2 separate regions of the Zea mays genome follow, and region 1 is linked to region 2. Evidence: chromatin contacts called from public Hi-C data. All regions are on one chromosome and are shown on one strand. Each heading gives the region's core, a stretch centred on a gene start, on an enhancer-like site or on the middle of the called end of the contact. The rest is flanking DNA. Distances are from core to core; before and after follow the strand shown. Region 1 has its middle 20 kb from the start of LOC103640634. Region 2 holds the start of LOC542438 (cysteine synthase 2).

Evidence for each region. A called contact is a pair of places that touch in the nucleus more often than the background predicts.
Region 1: a Hi-C map of tassel shows a contact between it and region 2, with 4 times the contacts expected there. The contact joins the enhancer-like site here to the promoter of LOC542438 in region 2. A contact is called at or near these places in 3 of 25 Hi-C or Micro-C datasets (ear, leaf and tassel).

The regions. Positions count from the first base shown.
Region 1 is chr1:181,512,572-181,517,861 of Zm-B73-REFERENCE-NAM-5.0, forward strand. No RefSeq gene overlaps it. Among protein-coding and RNA genes, the nearest start is that of LOC103640634, 20 kb to the left of the region's middle. Within about 2 kb of position 3,735, at least 17 of the 20 cell types and tissues checked have an H3K27ac peak or open chromatin away from gene starts, as enhancers often do. A contact at or near this core is called in ear, leaf and tassel, where this site is marked.
Region 2 is chr1:181,119,940-181,125,558 of Zm-B73-REFERENCE-NAM-5.0, forward strand. LOC542438 (cysteine synthase 2) reads right to left here and starts at 4,001. Exons shown (of 11, transcript NM_001111999.2): 1 at 3,860-4,001; 2 at 3,680-3,738; 3 at 3,459-3,568; 4 at 3,085-3,142; 5 at 1,924-2,187; 6 at 1,693-1,830; 7 at 1,540-1,591; 8 at 900-979; 9 at 332-391; 10 at 87-167. The coding sequence starts at 3,721.

The DNA of each region.
Region 1 (5,290 bases), core at 2,485-4,984, 390 kb after region 2:
GATGTGTCATCTCACTCTTGCATTACTCAATGCAGGTACTTGATACATGTTGGGAATGAGGGTAGTAGCAGCACGTCCACTTTCACTCTCATAATAACGCTGCGCATGCGCAGCCATGATTTAATTAGAAACTTGTTGGCAAAGGATGTTTGTTTTTTTAACTAGTCGTGCGCACTGGTTAATTCAGTTCATGTCGTATGTTTAACTTCCCTTTGCTAGCCGATTAATAATACTTAGTATGTTTTTGTCATGATATATGTTTATACACTGTTGCCTCTCATTTATGCAATTTTGGAAACGAGATGCTGTCGAAATTTTATATACGGATGTCAGAAGTGTAGTTCAGTAGCATTCTGGGGTGTTTGTGGATCCCGGGGTGTTACACAAGTGAATCATGCAATGTATATGGCATGCTGCATTTATCAATATACTTCACTTCCTTCACATGCAATACAAACCTCAAATAATACTTCATTTACCTTCAGATACAATACAAACCTCAAATAATACTTCATTTACCTTCAGGGGTGTGAATTAATCTCATGAGTCGTACTCGAATCATAATCATCATCAATATATGATTGAGCATCAGGATAATGCAAGCAAGTAAAGAATCACCATGGAGTCCAATTATGAAAGAATCCAATAATTCTGAATACTAGAGTGTAGGCGATAGAAATAACAAGTCAGAATGGAAGCAACCACCCCTACATTCACTTGCCTTCATCGAAGAAGAAAAATGTACTAGGCATGATCTGGAGTGTAGCCACCTGCTAGTGGTCATAAAACTTAGTACAAATATTTCACAAACATTTGCCAACAATCAACAAATCGCTCCTACACCTGAAACCAAGACCTGGTGGAAAACCTCCCACTCTGAACCACATGTCATACAGCAGCAACGCTGTTTGTTAATTTTGTATCTTTAAAATTATAACAGTGGTGATATCAAACAAATACTCTAGGAGTATCTACACAAAATACTCTACAACTTCGGCATTCGATGGATAATTAAATTCTGCCATCTATAAGTTCTAAAACATCTCACAAGATAACTGACTGAATCAGTTTTAGATAGCAGCATAGTTAACTTTCAAAATTCGATATCTCACAAACTACTCAACCAAAAATCATGAAATTCTGCTGGAAGTAAGAACTTTTATCCCTCTACAAAATTTGCCATATCTGGGAGAGCCAATTTGGCCATTTACCTGATGAAACCTACCGGTGAACAGACCCGCTCATTTTTGTCAGGCAAACAGGAACAGCCACAGTAAAACAAATATAACTGGAGTTTCATAATTCATATGAATGCAATCTTTAACAATATGGAAAGCTTATGAAATTATCTACATTTTTTCATACAAACCCAAGGTTTAATTCTGTTGATAAAATTGCCTAAATCTTAAGAGAACAGATTCTGCACAGAATTAAGAGACTGAAAAACTACTATAATCAAACTGCAATAACTCTCTAATCGGATGTCCGATTGATGTGTTCTTCACGGCCACGGAAAGATCTACAAATTATCTACGACTCATATATATACTTTTTATTTTTTTGAGGCAACTAAGACCACAGAAAACAGACATGAACAGAAACTGTCGAATCTGTCATTCTGCAGAAAACTAAATTCGAGATCAAAACTTAACCCCACATCTAATCCAACCTCTAATACTTTAATTCCCATGATCCACAACCTCCAAAAGCACATAATTACAGGGAGGAACAAGGATCTCATCCATACCTAGGGTTTCCAAGAAATTCTACAAGAATAGATGAGCAAGAACATCTCCTTGATCCTCTCTTCCCCTTCAATTCAATGTGCTCCTCCTCTTCTCGATCCTTGCTGCGCGGGGAGATCTAGAGGGAGGAGGAAGCCGTGGAGAGGGGCTTCCATGAGAGGAGAGGACGGCCAGACCAAGGGGAAAGGGGGGAGGGGCGGCCAAGTGTGGGAGGGGGGGAAGGGGTGGCGGGCAAGTAGGGGCAAAAGGGGGAAAAGGCCACCACTAGGGTTTCTTTGCGGGAGAAAAGAAGCGACGCCACAGATGACTCTGACTTAGCATCCAACGGCCCACAATCCTTTTCCCACATCCACGCACCGAAGATCAACCTTTGGCAACAATTGTTTTGGGATATTACATATAGCCTCGCAGCAGCGCCGCCGCCATCCAAGCCACAGCAGCCCGCCGTCAATTAAGCTCGCAGCCATAAGCCTCCATGATCAACTCGCCGAAGTTTGACTCCCGCCCAAACTCTAGCGAGAACTCCAGCGAGGAATTTCTCTCTGTCTGTTCATATTCCCTAGAACATCGCCATGACCAGCTCGGTGTGAGCTTTGTCACCGTGCTTCCGGTTCGTCAATTAGATCTCCGTTTCCTCGTCAAAAACAGAGATGACCAGCAGCAACACAAGATTGAAGGGCTTGATTGGATGGTAAGTTAGTGATAGATTAGAGGTCTTTTCCACCAAATAGAATTGACGCTTCTTGCCTAATAGATAACCACCACCATAGGACCTTTTACATGCAAGACTGTCATGCAGCATGAATTTAATAGTAGCTACATTCATGATAAGTTGGCAACAGCTAGGTCATGCCTTTGTAAACAAACCTTTCCCATCGTCATGTAAAATATTTCTATGCAGCCCTACTAATTTATTAAAAATATGATAACTTATAGGTCAAATAATTTGTTTTAATCTGTTCAAGTTGTGTTAGGTTCATATTAATTTTTGTGTACGTAGTAATAATATTATTTTAATTATGCCACATGTTTTGTTTAACTAATTAATATTAACTAGCTAGATAATCTAGTTAATCTAATTTATAATTATAACCTACGTATTTTATAAATAATTGTTAATGATTAATACCAACTCAAATATTTTAATTTAATACCTGCTTAGTTTAAATACAGTATCTATTAGATCTCATCTATTAGATTTATTGTGCCTAAAATATCGTTTTATCCATAAATTCTTCGTTTTAACTCTGATTTTAATGGTTCTCGAACCTACGATCTCTTAGTGGCGCGTAGAACATTCTCACGCTATTTGCTCTCATGTTTGGGGAAATGTTATTATACCCATTATTTGTTGATTTATATGTATTGCTACGAATAGAAGAGAGGTCACGAGAAATTTGAAGATCAACTTTGGAGAAGTACCTAGTGTTGCAAGTATAAGGCAAGTTGTGCCCTTGATCGCTTTTCTTTACCTAATATTTATTACACCCTAAAATCCTATTTTTATGATTAGAAAAGTTCTTTAAAGAATTTGGATTAAAATTTTCTTATGAAAGATTTTTGTAACCTTTAAACTTATTTTCTAAAATAGATTTGATTTATATTTTAACTTTCAAACTCGTATTAAATAGAAAAACTCCAAAAAGAAATAATAAAAGACTCCTCGATTATTTGCTTAAGTAAATTATTATTCCATGAATCATATGTTGAGATGTAGTTAGCTAAATGAATAAAACAACTAATATGTAAAAATATAGCTTACTTTGCATTGCATCCTGAGCTTTTCATTGGTTGTGCATTTAGATTGAAGCTGAAACACCAACTCATATTTGAAAGTGATTTGAAAATTGAAATTTAAATTGAACACAGAAATAAAAGGAAAAAATACCCTTACCTGCGCTTCCTGGGCCAAATCTGTTGTGGACGGCCCATCCCCCACAGCAGTGCACCGTAGGCACCCACTGATGGGTGGAGCCCGCCTGTCAATCTGCACTGCCTCGCTTAGGGTCGATGACGCATAGGTCCGAGCCGTCAGATCTTTCACCTCCCTCCCCACGTTGAGTTCGTTCGTTCAACCGCAAGATGTCCGTTGGATTTTCTTCATCAGTAGTATAAATCCTAGCCGCCCCAATCCCCTGGCCATCGTGCATCGTGACCATGCGCCATGCCGAGATGGCAGTGCTGCCAATGGGGAGCACATAGAGCTTCACCAGACCGCCGCCCGCCACCATGCGCAACTCACGCGCGCGTCGTCTCGCAAACCTTGGCCATGGCAGTCAGAAGTTCGCCAAGTTGAGGAGAGTCTATGGAGAACGTTAGGGAACTTCGTTGTTGAGCTAGGCATGGGAATTTCTCACTGATGTCGAGGACATCCTCCGTGCGATGGCTCAGTGTGGTCAGCGACATCTACGCCATGAATCGCTGTGAGGACCTCCTTAATCGTTTGGCTCTCGCCTATTCCATGAGTAGAACCCTTCGGATTCGATTAGAGTTCACCGGGGGGCATGTGTCGTAGCTCTCCGTCGGGGTCGCACCACATAGCCGCGAGATGCTGTGGGTAAGACCGTAAGAGTCCCGTTGTGCCAATCCATGGGCGTGAATGGCAATCACTGGCTTTGGTGATGGGGGAAGAAAGGGTGTGTGCTGTTGGATCAGCTAGGAACGGTGGGGATGGTATCTCGCGTAATCGTTCGACCGGATAGGTATAGGCCGTTGATTTTCGATCCAAGGGGTGGGGGCGTGTCGGTTCGGCTTGTTGCTAGATGCCATTGGATAGGTCGTGGGCATTGGATCCAAGGGTGGGAGCCGTTAAGGGAGAGAGGGCTTTCTAGCCGTGGATCTTTGATCCTGCAGTGACCGACGCGTATCGATTCACACGCTTGGTGATCGAATCTGATCCGTCTGTTTCGGATCGGATGGCTTAGACCGACTGCATGTAAAGCCGCCATGAACTTTTGCTATAGAGCCCCTGCACTTTTTACAAATCAACCCGCGGTCCAGTTCAGGTCAAAACCCTTTCAACAAGGCTCTGTAATTTACAGAGTAACCCCCTGTTCTTTTATAAAAGGGGTTTTTAAGCTGGTGCCCTCAGTTGTGCTGGTGTCCTCATTTTTACCATTAGTCATGTTTTTTGCTCGGTTTTGCCCTTCTGCTCTATAGCACTAGAAGGGCAAAACTAAGCAAAAAAACATGACTAAGCGTAAAAATGAATACACTAGCAGAACTGAGGGCACCAGCTTAAAAACCCCTTTATAAAATGGTGGTCGCAATCCATCAAATTCTGTTTATTGATAAAATTAATTCAAAAAAGATTTTTAATGCAAAATTATTTCTAAAAACCTTTGAAAAATGCATAACTAATACATTTAACTCCTTTTGATCGATCCAGTTGCGTTAGTTTCGTAATGAAATTGTCTACAAAATAACAACGTCATTTGTACCATAACCCATATTTTTATAATTAGATATTTACTAGCTGAGTGCCCGTGCGTTGCGACGGAAATATATAATACCAGTATACTACGATAACTTATATACAAAATGTG
Region 2 (5,619 bases), core at 2,751-5,250:
GTCTGTGTTTCATTAGATCATATGAAAAAGAGCTACGAACCTTAAAGCGCGAGAGAAATTCAGAGGGAGGAAAATGAAACACTTACAACAAATAGCTTTCCGGCGTTTTCTGGCCTCTTAGCAAGCCTAACTGCCGCAGCTGCAGCTGCACCAGAAGAGATTCCAACCTACAGAAGAATACACCATCAACTAACTAGGCATGCAGATTGATAGTACTTAGGGCCCTCCTGTTTGTATGCGCTAGAGCTAATTTTGACTAATTTTTAGCTAGCTAGTGAGTAGCTCTTGTATCCAAAAAATGCCCTTAATAGTAGAGGACAATGAGACCTACCAACAACCCTTCTTTCAGAGCAAGAGCCTTGGCAGTCTCGATAGCTTCATCACTTGAAACCTGGAAACAATTAAATGCGCCAAAAGGTTATGCCACTTAAAAGAAAGCAAACGCAAAGACGTGCGAGTACAACATAAAGATAAATGTTGATCAACCAAACAATTCTGTTGATGAGGGAAAATCAGTACTTGCAACCAAACAATTCTGTTGATGAGGGAAAATCAGTACTTGTAACCAAAGAGTAAAAGATAGCATGCTTGTTTATTTACTTCCTATGATCCCAAATATGTCTGAAATGATATTGGTATGATCTCCAGTGGAGCACTTTGACTAATATACTATGAATATATACTTTTTTCAATAAAATAGAAAAAAAGTTATTACACAAATATTTTTCATGATAAATCTAGCAATAACAATCTTATGATGCCTCCATATGGTTCTTAGAAATCAATGGTCAAAGCTAAAAAAACTGTAACCAACAATTCTAAACGGACTTATACATGAGATCAGAGGTAGTATGTCCTTTACTCCTTTCTACAGCCCAACTTAATACAGGAGAACATACCTGTAGAGTTTCATCAAGGAGATCAACATCCAAGACTCCAGGGATAAAACCAGCTCCAATTCCTTGAATCTTGTGTGGTCCTGCATTATGAGCACTTAAATCTCATGAGTCCAAAACAAGCAGCATCAATAATTTGTTGGCAGAAAATGGTTCACAAGGTCATTTCAACAAAAGAGATCTGTATTTGTATAGTTGACCCCCCCCCCCCCCCCAAAAAAAAAAGGCCTCCTTACAAGGGTCACATCAGAAATTATTAGCTATCTGATAATTCTTGTTTCAAACCACAAGTCCACAACTACCTGGATACCATCTGTTATATCTCCATCATTTTAAAATACTTCACATGCACATGCCCAAGTGCTAAGAAAAAAGGGCAGACCCAGTGCCAGAGGCTCCCACATGAGTGGGGCCAGGGAAAGGATAAACCGAAACAAGCCTTACCGCAAATGCGGAGAGGCTGCTTCGAACACACGAACCGGTGAGTCAAGCAAAGCAAATAATAAAAGGGAAAGTTATGCAATTTTCTTAGATTTTGGTAACCATGGGAAATCAAAGCGCACTAAGAAATTTATACTACCATACACTCATAACAATAAAAAAACAATGTACATTGGAACATATTCAAGATGCAAAAAATTACCAGGTTTTCCACCATTCAAAACAGCACTCTCCACTGGCTCCACACCATAGAGCTGCATAAAGATAAATAAATAAATAACATCTAACTCGTTTGGTACCGTGAAAAAAAAAAACAATTATCAAGGTGTCAGCTAAAACTGCCACACATACTTACCTTGACATTAGGATTTTGCTCTCTGAGGTATCGCCCAGTACCGGTGATGGTACCTCCTGTCCCGATACCAGATACAAGGCCATCAATTTTTCCTGCTGTAGCTTTCCAGATTTCAGGCCCAGTAGTCTCATAGTGAATCTGCATAACATATTTCAGCATGAGAATTCAGAAAGAAACGTCAACATGGCCAACAGAAAGTTGACTGAAAACAAATGATATGTTATGTTGCACCTTTGGGTTAGCTGGATTTTCAAATTGTTGAAGAATGTACGAGTTGGGTGTCTTTGCTTGTATCTCTTCCGCTTTCTTGACAGCTCCTTTCATTCCCAAGAGTGGGTCAGTAAGGACAAGTTCAGCACCAAAAGCCTTCAATATGATCCTCCTCTCCATGCTCATGGAGGCAGGCATTGTGAGTGTAAGTTTGTAGCCCTTGGCAGCAGCCATAAAGGCCAGTCCAATGCCTGTGTTGCCGCTAGTTGGTTCAATCAGAACACTCTGGCAAAATTGAAATGGAAAACGAAATATTAGTACTACTCTCTAATATGAACATTCTGAAATTTATTACTTAACTCCCTTGCTGAAACTGCTATAGAGACTTGGTTACACCATGTATAGAAAAACAATAATTTTTAATCTCATAGATGGTCAAAACTAGATAAGACACTCTAGCAGGTCATTCTACCACCACCTATCAAGCCAAACAAAAAGGCTTCTGTTTTGTGCCAGAACAATTCAAAATGTTTTTTTTCTAAGATGGGAGTTAACAATACCAGGTTAGGCACAATGGCCGCTAGGTCATTTCCGATGCAGGATAATAATAACAATTGGATTCTTCATCGAGAACTAGGAGCTGTATGCTGCTGTAGGATGGGGGAAGAGCTATCCAACAACTGTAGGTTATAATTGCAACCGAAATGGAGAAGGAAGAAATCGATTTGCCTTCCTCTAAGAAAATATATAAAGCAAGCTTGCTTCTTGTACTTAAAAATTAAAATATATATACTCCATTAAACAAAGGTTCAAAGCACTATGTTAGTGATGTCCGTTGTACTCTATCTAACAGTTGAACAGATCAGAGCAAACACTTTTAAATGAAGCATCTGCTCCATGAAGACACTACTAGGTACAAAGCAATGCAGAATAAACTAATAATCCCGAAACAACCGCCTGATATGGAGACCCAGACAACCACATTAGATAACTTTCTCATGCAAGCGTGATGCTTGAGGATGAAAATGGCAGCCAGCTCATGCTTCTGGATTAGGCTATACAAAATTAGCGTTCCAGTTGAATATAATATAAGGCAGTGGGCATTGGGCAAATCGAGAGCCCAATCTATTTCCCTAGGACAGGAACGACAAAGAATATGCTCCTAAAGGTTCAGTTACCCACCACGCCTGGAGTAATCAGCCCTTTCTCCTCTGCGTCCGTGATCATGCTGTAGCCAATCCTGCACAAATACATCACGCAGATACAATATTTAAGGTCGAGATACTGAAGTAAGGTAAAAGGAAGAACATAACTTTCAGTCAAATGATAAGGGGAAAAGGTTAAAATCATTAGTGCAATACTCTAGCGAGACATCGACCTGAAGTTAATATACACTCAAAATAATAAGGAGAAATATGATTTTTTACAGAAGCAAAACATCCCTGAAGTTGAAAAAAAAGAGCATTCGGTCAGAGAAAGAAGAAAGACCGTCACCCCTCGTGCTACAGTAGCAGGGGTGGGGAGTGGGAGAGCTCCTTCAGAGCCAGAAGCACTACCTATCCTTGACGCTGGAGCAGGGCTCCATGGACTCGAGCTTGGCGGCGACGCGGCCGACGCACCCATCGGTCACCTTGTTGAGGTACACCAGCGGCGTGTTCCCGATCAACTAGGCATCACAAAAGATTTAGCTTCTACAGGACCATACCCGAAAAATAACCGAATCTGCCCCACGAAAGAAGGCGGCGGAAATCGGGACGAAATGGGTGGCGGCACCCACCTCGGTGACGTCCTTGGCGATCGACGGCGAGGCCTCTCCCATTGGGTCACGTCACGAAGCTGCAAATCCAAGGGGCGGATGGGGGGAAGGGGATGAGAACTTATATCCAAGATAGAAACACCAACAGTGATTTGGTTTGATTCCCCAGCGAACAAGCGAGAACAGCGATAGGAAACGTACGGGTTCGCCGCAGAAAATCCTTCGAGATTTCGAGGAGTGGCGGTTCTCGTCGGAGTTGGAGCTTTGGAAGAAGCCGCTGGAGATGGCGGCTGCCTGGCTGGTGGCTGGCTTTATGCACGCAAGGTTGCTGTCGCAGAGGAACAGCTCGGGGCGCCTGGTCCAAGGTGGACCGTGTCACTGCAGGTGAGGGCCTCACGGGGATGGCTGGTGCACGGGACGTGGCACGGAGCGGAGGCCGACGGCGTTCGTTGAATCTGGATGGCGTATGGCTCTCGGATCAGAACTCGAGCACCAGGAGGCTCCTATTGTTCCACCGTATATTCCTATCTATATTTTAAACTTTACTCTATAATAAATAAACTAGTCAGTTGCGTGCATGCTTTATTACGGTTGTTATATCATATAAATACATATTAAAATATTTATTTTAATATAATAATTACTTATTTTTAAACAGTAAAAGCACCTCCAAGAGACTAGCTAAATAACTTGCCAAACCAAATTTTGGCTACTCAATAGCAAATAAATCTCCAACAGACTAGCTATCTGACTCTCTAAATTGACTCTCTCACTAGTTAAATTTGGCTAGCCACCTGACTACCCAAACTAGATAGATAGTCTGTTGGACTAAGATGTTATATATAGAGTGTAATCTTTATAAAAACTTAAATAGATAGTCAAATAGAGAACAAAAAATGAAGAGTCTCTTGGAGATGCTCTAAGAGCGACAGAGCTCCCACAGTTCCGCTGCCAGTGAGAATCTCCTACTGAGCCAAACGATAAAAATCTAAACTACTTCATGGTGGGAGTGAAGTGAATCTAGTCTCTACTTTATACTAGAAAGTGGGAGCCAAAAACACCTGCTTTCCACCACTCCCAACCTGCTCCACACTCTAACCCCTTAGGAATCACTTCACATCATATTTGTCAAACAATTTTCGTCAAATAGATTCACTTCCGTGGAGAATCACTCAGAATCACTCTATTAAAAAATCAGTTCTTAGAGCTAGAGAATCATGAAGCGGAGCTCTACCAAACGAGCCCTAAGGTATGTGTGGTCTGATGGTTAGTCCCAAATTTCTATAGTAGGGGTGTGGGTTCAATTGCTTGCTTTGCACTATTTTTTGCAGGGTGAAGCCGTGGTAGCATATGTGCCCACATTAGATTCTTAATAGAGTAAGTATAGATAGTACAATTTATATTATAAAACAATGTTGCTGAGTAGTGAGCACTATCTAAACATCGACCGTCCGAACTAACCATCCCGATTCGATCTCTGCAAAAAAGTTAATCTAATCACTAATTCGATATATAGGACATAGTTTTTGACCCATAATAATTCACGTAACGATTATGAACCATTTTTGACCCAAAAGTTGACTCAACCTGAAAAAACTCAACTCAAAGCCAAAAAAACCTTGATCCAACTTGACTCGACTCGTCTAACAAAGAGGCATGAGACAATCCAACATGACATTAGACATAGACTGTGCCAAATAAGTCAAGACTTGATCTTAATCCGATTCGATGTTTGAACAGGTCTACTATAGTAGTATCGTGCGCTCGTGCTTTACGATACTGGAGATAAATAGGACATCCATGCATGTTAGATGCAACCAAAAGTACAAAGCTACAATAGATTTTTCTTGACATCCCGTTAGATCATATATAAGATAGAGCTATATCGTTTGGGTTGCCACTTGGCACATACTAAAAATCATAGTGAAGGTATCATACTTACATAGTGAAAAACGAATATA